3 separate regions of the Mus musculus genome follow, and regions 1 and 2 are each linked to region 3. The links are chromatin contacts, called in public HiChIP or PLAC-seq maps. All regions are on one chromosome and are shown on one strand. Each heading gives the region's core, a stretch centred on a gene start, on an enhancer-like site or on the middle of the called end of the contact. The rest is flanking DNA. Distances are from core to core; before and after follow the strand shown. Region 1 holds the start of Dgcr2 (DiGeorge syndrome critical region gene 2). Region 2 holds the start of Slc25a1 (solute carrier family 25 (mitochondrial carrier, citrate transporter), member 1). Region 3 has its middle 37 kb from the start of Vpreb2.

Region 1 (3,540 bases), core at 295-2,794, 130 kb after region 3:
TGCTGCTCACTCCGGCCCAAAGATTTATTTATTATTATAAGTACACTGTAGCTGACTTCAGATGTACTCATTGCAGGTAGTTTTGAGCCACCATGTGGTTGCTGGGATTTGAACTCAGGACCTTTGGAAGAATAGTTAGTATTCTTACCTGCTGAGCCATCTCACCAGCCTGGGGCTTCACCTTTTAAAAGAGCACTTTTGAATGTGTTTTGGGCCCTGAGACAGACCTGGGCCGACTTCAGGTTCTTTATCTCCTGGCCCAGTGGTGGTAGTGGTGGTGGTGGGTTAAGGAGTTAACTCTGTGCTTTCATTGTACCGCTCAGCCAGACTTCTCACTTCCTGTCCTGCTCTTTTCTCTTCCAAACCTTTCCTGGACTCTTAACGGCGGCTCTGCAGGTGGACAGTTGGCAGGAAGACTGCACTTGGCTGAGTTCCCTCCAAAGGACCTGCCCAACTCAGAGCTCTGGCTGAGCTCCCAGGGCAGATTTGCAGTGGGGGTGGGTATGGGGGCAGAAGGCTAGGCCTGGATCTTGTACTCAGTGCTGGGAATGTGCCATAAAACTATCTGAGTGCCCAGAGCAGCACTGGACAGGTACCCTTGCTTCTGCCAGCAAGGAACCCCCCATCTGTTGTGACAAGTCCTATGTCCAACATCTTGGGCCAAGACCTGGTAAAGTTGGAATGTCTGACGACTTGACCTTGACTTTACCTACCTATAACAAGTTAGCATCTTTCACTCATGGCTCCATGTATCTATCGTAGGTTGAAATCCTGGGACTTTGGTGGAGGGGCAATAAGAGTGAGTCAGATATGCTGGAGGTGACTGGCCTTCCCCACTTTTCACTTCCTTCCCCTGAACAGATTGGTTTTTCATTTGCTGTCTCTCCTTCCACGTTCATGCTGTTCATGAAGGCAGGTGTGAGTTTAGCATGTGGAGCCTTGTTCCCAGGCTTTAGCCCTGTCTCTGCCTGGGCTTTTTTTCTCCATTGTATAGGCAGCTCCTTCCCCAGATCTGGTCCAGAGACTCTGGGCTTCTCTGTTAGATTCTGACATCCATTAAGCCATTTCCTCCTCTGTTGATATTCTTTGTGCCATTCCCTGATCCACAGAGACTGCTGGTCCTTTATTTTCACTAGAGCTCTTCACTTTCTTCACAGCCGTTCGGCGTTTAGAAGACCACTTTAGGGAATATGTTGGCACTGGGACAGACCTGGGCCTCCAGGAGTAAAGATCGTTCAGGTCCAGCTATACCTCCTCAATTCACTAATCCCGGATTCCCCACTCCTACCCACCCCAGACCCTGGCGCCAGCACTGTCAGTCCTTGTGACCCTACCAGCACTAGGGACCCCTTTTGGTACCTCGCTGCCAAGGCTGCGTCCCACCTCTCGGTTCAGCCAATGGCACGCCTCATTTCCTGCTAGCCCCGCCCTTGGCCCCGCCCACTCGCTCATTCCCTAGGCCTCTCGTGCTCATGCCCCGCCCCGCGTCTGGAGCTCGGGTCCTACCTCCCTCCGCCACCCCACCCCCCGCCCAGCTCGGCGTTCATTGGTTAGTGCGGGCCGGAGGCGGGGTGGCGCGGGCCGGAGCAGGACGGCCGCCATCTTGCGCGAGCCGGAATCTCATCCCGCTCCTGCGGCCTAGAGTGCGCGCGAGTCGGTGGCGTTCTCTTGCCGCGGCCCAGCTGGATCCCTCGCCTGCCGCCCCTCAGCCCCAGGTCGGAGTCCGGCCTTCACCCACTCCTCTCGGCCAGGTCCGGCCTCCCCGCGGGGTCACGCGGCTGCCCCGGGGACGATGAACGGAGGATAAATGGTGCCCAAGGCAGACAGCGGTGCCTTCCTGCTGCTCTTCCTGCTGGTTCTCACTGTCACCGAGCCGCTGCGGCCAGGTGCGCGGTGCTGAGGGTGGGGGCGCGGTCGGGGGTGGGGCTGCGGACGTCCGTTCCCCCGCGGCTGCTGGGGGCTACTGCTCCTCGGCCCGGCACAGGCGAGGCCTGGCCGCGGGCCTCTGGGCGTCCCCTGCCCTGGCACAAATTGGAGTGTACCAGGGTTCGGAGCCTCGAGGATGTTGCCTTTAGACCCAGGTCCACCGAGCGCCGCGTGCTCTGGGACCCACTGGCCAGGAGCTGCGTCTCGGGCGCACCCTTCTGCTTGGCTGAGTGGAAGTCTTGGAAGCAGCTTGTGGAGGCACCTGGTGCCCCAAGTGTCCGCCCAATTGTGGCCTAGTGCCAGCGTTTCAGCCCTGGACAGCGATGTCTGGTTGCTCATTGCCACTTAGTGAAACGCTTTATCACAGAAGTCCAGCCCTGCCCAAAGGAGGTACTGGGAGTAAACTGAGTACCAGGTGCAGGGGAGAGTCCTTTCAGCGGTGCCTGGCACTTAGTGCTTTGTGTGGTGTGATTAACTACTTTTGATACTCCCTTGGAGTTTTGTGTGGTGGGGAACCTCAGGTCCCTTTTCTGCTTATTTCAGATACTTCTGAACTGTGCCCCCCCCCCTGCAAAAAAAAACCTTCACTGCACCCTACTTCCGCAACAAAGCCAGGTCAATTTATCCATCAGGCACAGGAATACCAGTACAGCCTCACTGTCCCTTTAGGGATCCCAGCAGGGATGTCTTGTCTGTGAACTTTCAGAGACTCCTCTGTACTAGGGCGGTGGTAAGTAGAGCTCTTAATGCTTTTAGCAGAGGAAGGTTCCCATGAAGGAATGCCCCAGGCAAGTCTTCTATGGGTGACATCATGACTGGGTGTCAGAACAGGTGGGTGCACCCTCAGCAGTGTCCTATCTCAGCTCCCATCCTGCAACATATTTCAATGCTTGGCTTTGTGCTTTTGTCCCATGTGGAAATGTCTGCCAGAGCCTCAGTGACCAAGCCCAAGACAACACTCAACTGAACAGAGCGTTTCCCTGGGCTCCAGGAAGGGAAAAGCCAGCTGCTCTGCATAGTGAACTGACTGGTTGTAAAGTAGCCCGCTAGGAACCCTTGTGGATATGATTCTCTTGTCAGGCTAAAGGGTTTGTGGGTTCTTACCTTTTACATATTGGTAAACATGTTTGTATACTTCTGCATACAGTGAACCCATTCTGATTGTTGGGTCCAGTTTTGCAGGTGAGGTCCAATGCCCCTTGCCAGTCTGTTCCTATATCCTGCCAGCTGGCTGAGAGCATTTCAGAAAGGACATGTGAGTTCTTGCTGCCTGCCCAACGATAGAGGTATTCGAATGCAGAACACACAACCCTCTCTTTAGAAGTGCTCAGTATAGAAGAAGAGAGCAAGTATGAATTCTTCAGTATATTGCTGTGTATTGGGCATCCCCAGAAAGATGGCAGAGGCCATCCATGTGCACATGCGCAGCAGGGGAGCCCTCATACGATCTAAATGGGACCTACAGTGGAAGAGGCTCCAGTGGAGGGAGTAATGGGACCTTGAATCCATGGCTTTCTAGGCTGGAGCTTGGCATCAGTCCCACAGTTCTGTCTTAAGTTGTCCTGCAGAACCCTAAGCACCCTAATGTCCCTTGATGATGTGGGCAGCAAAGAC
Region 2 (3,292 bases), core at 558-3,057, 89 kb after region 3:
CTTCCCTCTATGGTTAGCTGGAGCTCCAGACCATGTGCTCTCATCTCTTGCTGACAGACAAACCCAGGGCCTGAGAGAGACTGAGCAACAAGAGGGACATGTGGAGAGCACATGAGGGCTGTGCTTTTACTCTAATGTGTGCTAGTGTTTGGCAGTTGGCACCCTGAAGTAGAGAGGGACAAAGGCCATCCATGGCACTGGGCCCTGGTGCCAGATGGGTAGGTAGAGGTGGGAAGGATCCCAGTTGTGACCAAGTGTGGCAGTCATGTGTCTAGAAACACTAGCACAGCCAGCATTTTTCTTACCTCCATGCCCAGCTGTGGACTGCTGCTGTGACCCACCAGGCTCTGGGAGAGTTCCTTCTCACGTGTGCTAGAAAGGGCGTTGAATTGAAAGCCCACCCAGGATTGCATGGAACAAGCCCTCAGAGGCTGTTGTATCCTGAATATACTGGGTGTAGTGAGTACTAACACTGGTGGGAGAGGAGGACAGGATGCCAGCTGGCCTTCACCAGCTGTTGTTACCTGAGCTAAGAGTCCAGTTGTGTGTGTGTGTGGGGGGGGGGGTGTTCCAGCTGCACCTCTAGCCTGGCCAACCTCCCACTGGCCCCCAACTGCCATCCCCATACTCCTTGCCTCCAGACATCTGCTGGCCCAGTGCCTTAGGCTCTGATGAGTGGAATTGATCCTGTTCCTTCTGCCCCTCGACCACACAATGGCATTCAGTACAAGTACTACAACCCACAATCCCCCAACCCGACCCCCCCCCCAAAAAAAACCAGCAGAAGCCAGACTAGCTATAGGCTCTCCTCTGCTATCCTACAGGCTTACCCTATTAATACTCTACAGCGCCTGCCTACAAGGAGCCTCCTTTGAGTGCTTTTGTTTATACTGGGTAATGTGTCCACACCCAACCCTCAACCCATTTAACCTTTTCTGGGAAAGGAATCACAAAGGACTCCAACTGGGAGGTACAATATCTGGGCACTCTGTTTTAGCTAAAGCCCTGTGATAGCTTCTGAGCCAACCCAGAGCTGGGGGAGATCACTGACCACCCCCAGCGACTGCTTCCTTTCAGACAGCAGGGAGGTGGACCCTTAGGCCTCCAAAGGTCTGCAAAGACTCCTGGGAGCTTCACCCCAAGCCGGCTAGGGCTGCCCCCTCCAGGCGGCTTTGAGGATATGTGTGGCAACAAAGACTTCTCAAGACTTTGAGCCTCCTGCCGACCATAAATATTAAAACATGTTTATCAGAGCAAAGCAGCTCTGCCTGGTGATTGTGTGGGTAGGCGGGACAAAGGCCAACTTAATAGGCCCTTCAAAGATTCGCTAGAAACTGAAAGGAAGGGAAACCTGCATTTGTCGGGGGAACCTGCCTAGGAAAATTCTGTTTCCGGACGAATCCGGGAAGGGCAGAGTGATCATCGCACTGCCCGGGAGGGTGCACGAAGGCCAAGCTCTGTTATTACAATAATTCAGAAGACTGAATTCACGCACCGGGGTGGATGTGTCCCTACATCGCCCCCAGGATCTCGAGGCCCACCTTAACCCCAAGGCGCGCTCCAGACGCACGTGTCTCTAAACTGCACCTTGACCCACTGCTACCCGCCTTGGCTTAGCGTTGCTGTCCGGAGACCACGCCTCCGGCGGGGTTCTCCGTCTCCCCGGAATCCAGCACCGGCCATTGGCTGCTCTCAGCTCTCCGCCCCGACGCGTGCCCCAGTGCATCCCGCCCAAGCCTCAGTTTCCCGGCTGGCACGGGGCGTGGCGTGGGCGGGGCTCAGCTCAGGCCACGCGGGGCGGAGCCCGGGAGCTGACGTGACCACCCCGCCTCCCGGACCAGAATTGGTCGTGGTCTCAGTAGCCTCCGGCTCCGCTGCTTCCCGAGAACCCCGCGCCGGAGGCTCGGACCCGAGGTCGACGCCGGGCGCCTCTCCTCCTGCCCGCTATGGCTGCGCCTCGCGGGCCCCGCGCTCTGTCGGCCGCCGCGCCGGGGTCCGGGAAGCCCAAACTGACGCACCCCGGGAAGGCAATCCTAGCAGGTGGGTCACTCGGAACCCCAACTCAGAGCCTGTCCGACAGCGCTTCCGGGTGGGCCGGGGACGCCCAGGCCCCGCCCAACTTCCGGAGGGGCGGAGGTGTCGGGGTTGCGACCCGGGACCCCTAAGTCCACTCGTCTGCTGTCGCTCAGAGTCTCTTGGGCACTCCAGGCGGAGACCACCGGGTGGGGGCGTGGGCATCGTCGGGACGCTGGCAGCGACGCGGGCAAAGTCCGGGCGGGGGAGGGGCCGCGCGGCGGCGGCAGCGGTGGCAGCGGTAGCGGCTGGGTCCACCGGGCAAGGGTGTCCCTAGCCCCAGGCATTTGGTCCCCACAGGCGGCCTGGCTGGAGGCATCGAAATCTGCATCACCTTCCCGACCGAATACGTGAAGACGCAGCTGCAGCTAGATGAACGAGCGAACCCACCGCGGTACCGGGGCATCGGTAAGGAGGGACTCCCGGGGGTGGCTAGGGGGACACTGCGGAGCAGAGGAGCTAGGGTCTTGACCGCGCCTCCCGTAGGAGACTGCGTGCGGCAAACTGTCCGCAGCCATGGCGTCCTGGGCCTGTACCGCGGCCTCAGCTCCTTGCTCTACGGCTCCATCCCCAAGGCGGCTGTCAGGTGAGACTCTGCTCTGTTGAAACGACCCGGAGGGAGTGGCCGCAGCGGGCCCCCTCACATGTCTTCTTCATTAGGTTTGGGATGTTCGAGTTCCTCAGCAACCACATGCGGGATGCCCAAGGTAGGCTCGACAGCAGGAGAGGACTATTGTGCGGTCTGGGTGCCGGCGTGGCAGAAGCAGTGGTAGTCGTGTGCCCTATGGAGACCATCAAGGTGAGGGATTGAGCCTTTCAGGGGTAGCCAGGGTATCTTCGGGCTCCCAGGTTTTAATGGCATGTGCCCCCATGGAGGCTGTCAAGGTGGGAAGGGTCCCCACACATATGCACCAGGTTCGTGGTAAATGGTGGCAGAAAGGGTCTCCTGTGGCGGCTCATGCGTAATAAAAGCATGAGCGAAGTCTTCAAAGCATAACTCACTATTCAAAGTCTAGGAAATAGCAAATGTAACGCTGGGGAAACCCTCTGAGGTCTTGGGGCCTATGTGTAATGGAACTCAAGAACAGCCTAGGGATTTCCTGCAGAAGAGCTGGGAGTCCCCAGCTTTGGCCTAACGTTGGTAAGGTCTGGGTCTGCCAGATAAAGTGCAGATGTGGCCAGGAACCAGGGCCATTGCTTCCTTCCTTTTAGGTGAAGT
Region 3 (3,016 bases), core at 227-2,726:
AGAGTGCTGCAGACCCTCTTGGTCCCTTGTCTGCGTAGAACGGGTCTCTGGTTACAGGTGGACAAGGAGTCGGAGAATGACTGACAGACAGACTCAACACAGGAGATTGTATAGAATCTGAATGTATGTCACAAACTGAACACCAGTCTTATATAATACAGAAAATAAAGGGGGTAGGATGTCACAGCAGGCAAAGTACATTGAAATTACCTGACACAAAACAAAGGAATGACTTCAAAAGGACTTTCAGGAACCAGGTAATATTTACAGTAAAGATAAAACAGCTCTGCTTAGGGTCAGCTAATGACAGGTAAGGATTTCACACCCTAGTCACAATTTGTGCTACTCCTTTGAGCCTTATGAAAGCTAGCACCAGGGGGTTGTGCTCTAGCAGACCTTCTCATGAATAATGCAATACCACAAACCTCCTATTTCCTAGGCCTTGGTAAATTCTTGTATGAGTGTAACTTGGCTGTTTTTTTAAGTATCTGTGGAGAATCTCCATTTGTCAGAAGAATTCACCAACTTGCTTCTAATATGCAATGTAGCCTGCTATATCTGGCTGTAGTGAAGATTCTTGTCTCAGTGGGATTCCCTAACTCTTACATGGTAAACCCACCTATTAGCTAGGCCATTGTGTATTCCCTTGTTTGGGTGAGACTGGTTACTGTCCTAAGTAATCACTCTGCAGACTAGCCCTGAGCTATTCCAGTTCCGCTCTTTCTAATGCCTAATTAGTTTCACCATCTCTACTAGAAGTAAATTTGAATGTTACTGAATAGGTCACCTTCTCACTGAATTCCTACTGAATTCCAAGTTTGTCGGCTTCAAAGATTTTTTAGGATGTTGGAACACTGGCGAAGGCTTAGCTATGTCAGAATTCAATCTTAAAAGGCATTTATAATAAAATAATACTAAAAGAGAGCACGTGGATCCATACACCAGACTAACTCAGGGATAGGGTATGAGTATACAAGTTATGAGAATGCCAAGGTTCCAGGAGGTGAGTTTCTCTGAAACTCTTTGCCTCATGAGTGCTTCCAGGCCTCTCGGCCTGCCAGGCAGGCTTCACTGGAGTGTGCGTATCAGGAGAGGAGGGAAAGATCGAGAAAGGGGCTGGGGGGGGGGGGGATGGAGAGAGAGATTGGGAGAAAAAGAGAGAGGATTTTGTGTGGGCTTTTGAAGCCTCAAAGCCCTCCCCCATGACATACTTTCTCCAACAAGGCCACACCTCCTAATCCTTCTAATTTTTTTCTGCTCCCTGGAGACTAAGAATTCAAATATATGAGTCATTCTTATTCAAACCACTACAGACAGGATGGTCAATGGCCCTTTCCAGGCACGGCAATACTTGCAGCATTTCATAGGGCGACAGCACTAGGTGCTCTTGAGGGATGGAAAGGGGTCTAAGCAACGTCATGGGTAAGCACTTGGTCCAAGGCTGTGCTGTGTCTAGAATTAGCTCAGTGTCTGGAGTGCTCGGCTGTATAAAGGGCTGACTCTGCCTTTCAGTTTTGCCTGAGGAGGGAGACTGCTGAGGCGTACGATGGGTGGTCCTTTATGTAAACTTTTTATAATGCCTTCCAATACTTTGGAGATGAAGTGACCACCATTACCTTAATCTGTATTTTCTATAAGGCCAGTCATGGCATGACTGGTTCTCAGATAATCAATCACACTCCCAGCAGTGGAATCTAGAAGGGGCGGGCGCCCCACAGAGGTGGTCCCCTATCATTAGTAATTCAGGTTCTCTGCCACAGGTATTTCTGTCAATCCTGCGTGGATGGTTCCCAGGTCAGAAGACCTCCCTCTGAGATTTGTTTTCTTATTTACCATCTTTTTGTTATAATCAGATGAGTCATATACACTCACACCTGTTTAGCAAGGGTGTAGATCCCCCACTCAGAGATAACTTCTTTGTCACAACACATGTAGCCTGAAGGCCCCAGTGACCTCACAGGACGGGTAGGAGTGTTAGTTAGTTCTCTGTTGCTGTCATAGAACATCATGACCAAGATAACTTATGGAAGCTAGAGTTTGAAAGACCCACAACGTTCTGACTCCCCCACGTTCTGACTCAGGAGAGGTGACACCCCAAAATCACCCACAAGAAACAGGTCTTGCTGCAAATTGCAAGAGGATTTTTATTCAAGAGCGCTCTCGGGACCATAGTCATACACCACGCAGGGGTAGAGGACCATGGCGCCCCGAGTAGCTGGGTAAGGGGGTATTTAAAGGAAGGAACCACAACTTAAGGAAGTGGGGAGGGCGTTGTTGGAAGATACCAAAGATACCAGTTAAGAGTCACAAGGAAGTGTAAAGTTACAAGAGTCACAAAGAATACCTGGTAATTGTTAACTCTCAAGACAGCTTCTAAGAGCCCCTAACAATAGCACATTTGCATTGCAGGTTCTGGGTGACTTTCTTTAAATGAGCACTCTTTGAACCCAGGAAGCGGGTGGATGGAGGAATGTCGCAATTTGCTTTATGATTAGCATACCTTTACAAAGGCCACATTCCCAAGCCTGGGCCTAAAGGCCTAGAATTCTGTTTTTACGTTGTTATACTTTCATTCCCCCCTTCTACTTGTTAGTAGTTCTAATCTTAGAACTAGACACTATTTTTTTCTGACATACTTGATCCTTTACTTTAGGGCATGGTACTGTTGTTTTAAAACTAAAAGCCACACTGTACTAATTTTTGTTTTAATAAAGGTGACTTGCCTATTTAACATACATGGACCTATAATTAAAAGCAGAAGCAAAATCAAAAGGGGTCCCATAAAGGTAGAAAGTAGGGTCATCAAGAGTACAAGATAAGGGCCTTTCCACCGGAGTCTTAAGGTTTTCTGTGTGGAGACGTCTAATGTAGCAGGTCTTCTTCTCTTGAGTAGGCCTTCTGGAGCTGCTTTTTTGCTCGCTGTCTCACTCACTGGAGCACCTTGAGCCTAGAGAACAAAGGCTGGGAAAGCAGCATGTCAGCACTATGTACAGAGGCTATTTTTACCAGTGGAGGG

The links. HiChIP or PLAC-seq counts read pairs in DNA pulled down with a chosen protein or histone mark.
Region 1: a contact with region 3 is called in an H3K4me3 HiChIP or PLAC-seq map of embryonic stem cells, with 4 times the contacts expected there. The contact joins the promoter of Dgcr2 here to the enhancer-like site in region 3. A contact is called at or near these places in 3 of 39 promoter capture datasets (3T3-L1-derived adipocytes, the C10 cell line and embryonic stem cells), 7 of 115 datasets of contacts at active chromatin or transcription factors (the 230-238 cell line, embryonic basal ganglia, embryonic stem cells and 2 more) and 1 of 9 other capture datasets (adipose tissue).
Region 2: a contact with region 3 is called in an H3K27ac HiChIP or PLAC-seq map of embryonic stem cells, with 12 read pairs. The contact joins the promoter of Slc25a1 here to the enhancer-like site in region 3. A contact is called at or near these places in 10 of 39 promoter capture datasets (3T3-L1-derived adipocytes, the C10 cell line, the HPC-7 cell line and 6 more), 2 of 15 datasets of contacts at CTCF or cohesin (the NIH/3T3 cell line and embryonic stem cells), 3 of 484 Hi-C or Micro-C datasets (the NIH/3T3 cell line, embryonic stem cells and forebrain neurons), 19 of 115 datasets of contacts at active chromatin or transcription factors (the 230-238 cell line, the HPC-7 cell line, the SCID.adh cell line and 8 more) and 4 of 9 other capture datasets (adipose tissue, embryonic stem cells, liver and 1 more).

The regions. Positions count from the first base shown.
Region 1 is chr16:17,889,732-17,893,271 of GRCm38.p6, reverse strand. Dgcr2 (DiGeorge syndrome critical region gene 2) reads left to right here and starts at 1,544. Exons shown (of 10, transcript NM_010048.3): 1 at 1,544-1,886. The coding sequence starts at 1,808.
Region 2 is chr16:17,926,734-17,930,025 of GRCm38.p6, reverse strand. Slc25a1 (solute carrier family 25 (mitochondrial carrier, citrate transporter), member 1) reads left to right here and starts at 1,807. Exons shown (of 9, transcript NM_153150.2): 1 at 1,807-2,040; 2 at 2,374-2,481; 3 at 2,560-2,659; 4 at 2,734-2,872; 5 at 3,286-3,292. The coding sequence starts at 1,947.
Region 3 is chr16:18,016,096-18,019,111 of GRCm38.p6, reverse strand. No RefSeq gene overlaps it. Among named protein-coding and RNA genes, the nearest start is that of Vpreb2, 37 kb to the right of the region's middle. Within about 2 kb of position 1,476, at least 9 of the 459 cell types and tissues checked have an H3K27ac peak or open chromatin away from gene starts, as enhancers often do. A contact at or near this core is called in embryonic stem cells and trophoblast stem cells, where this site is marked.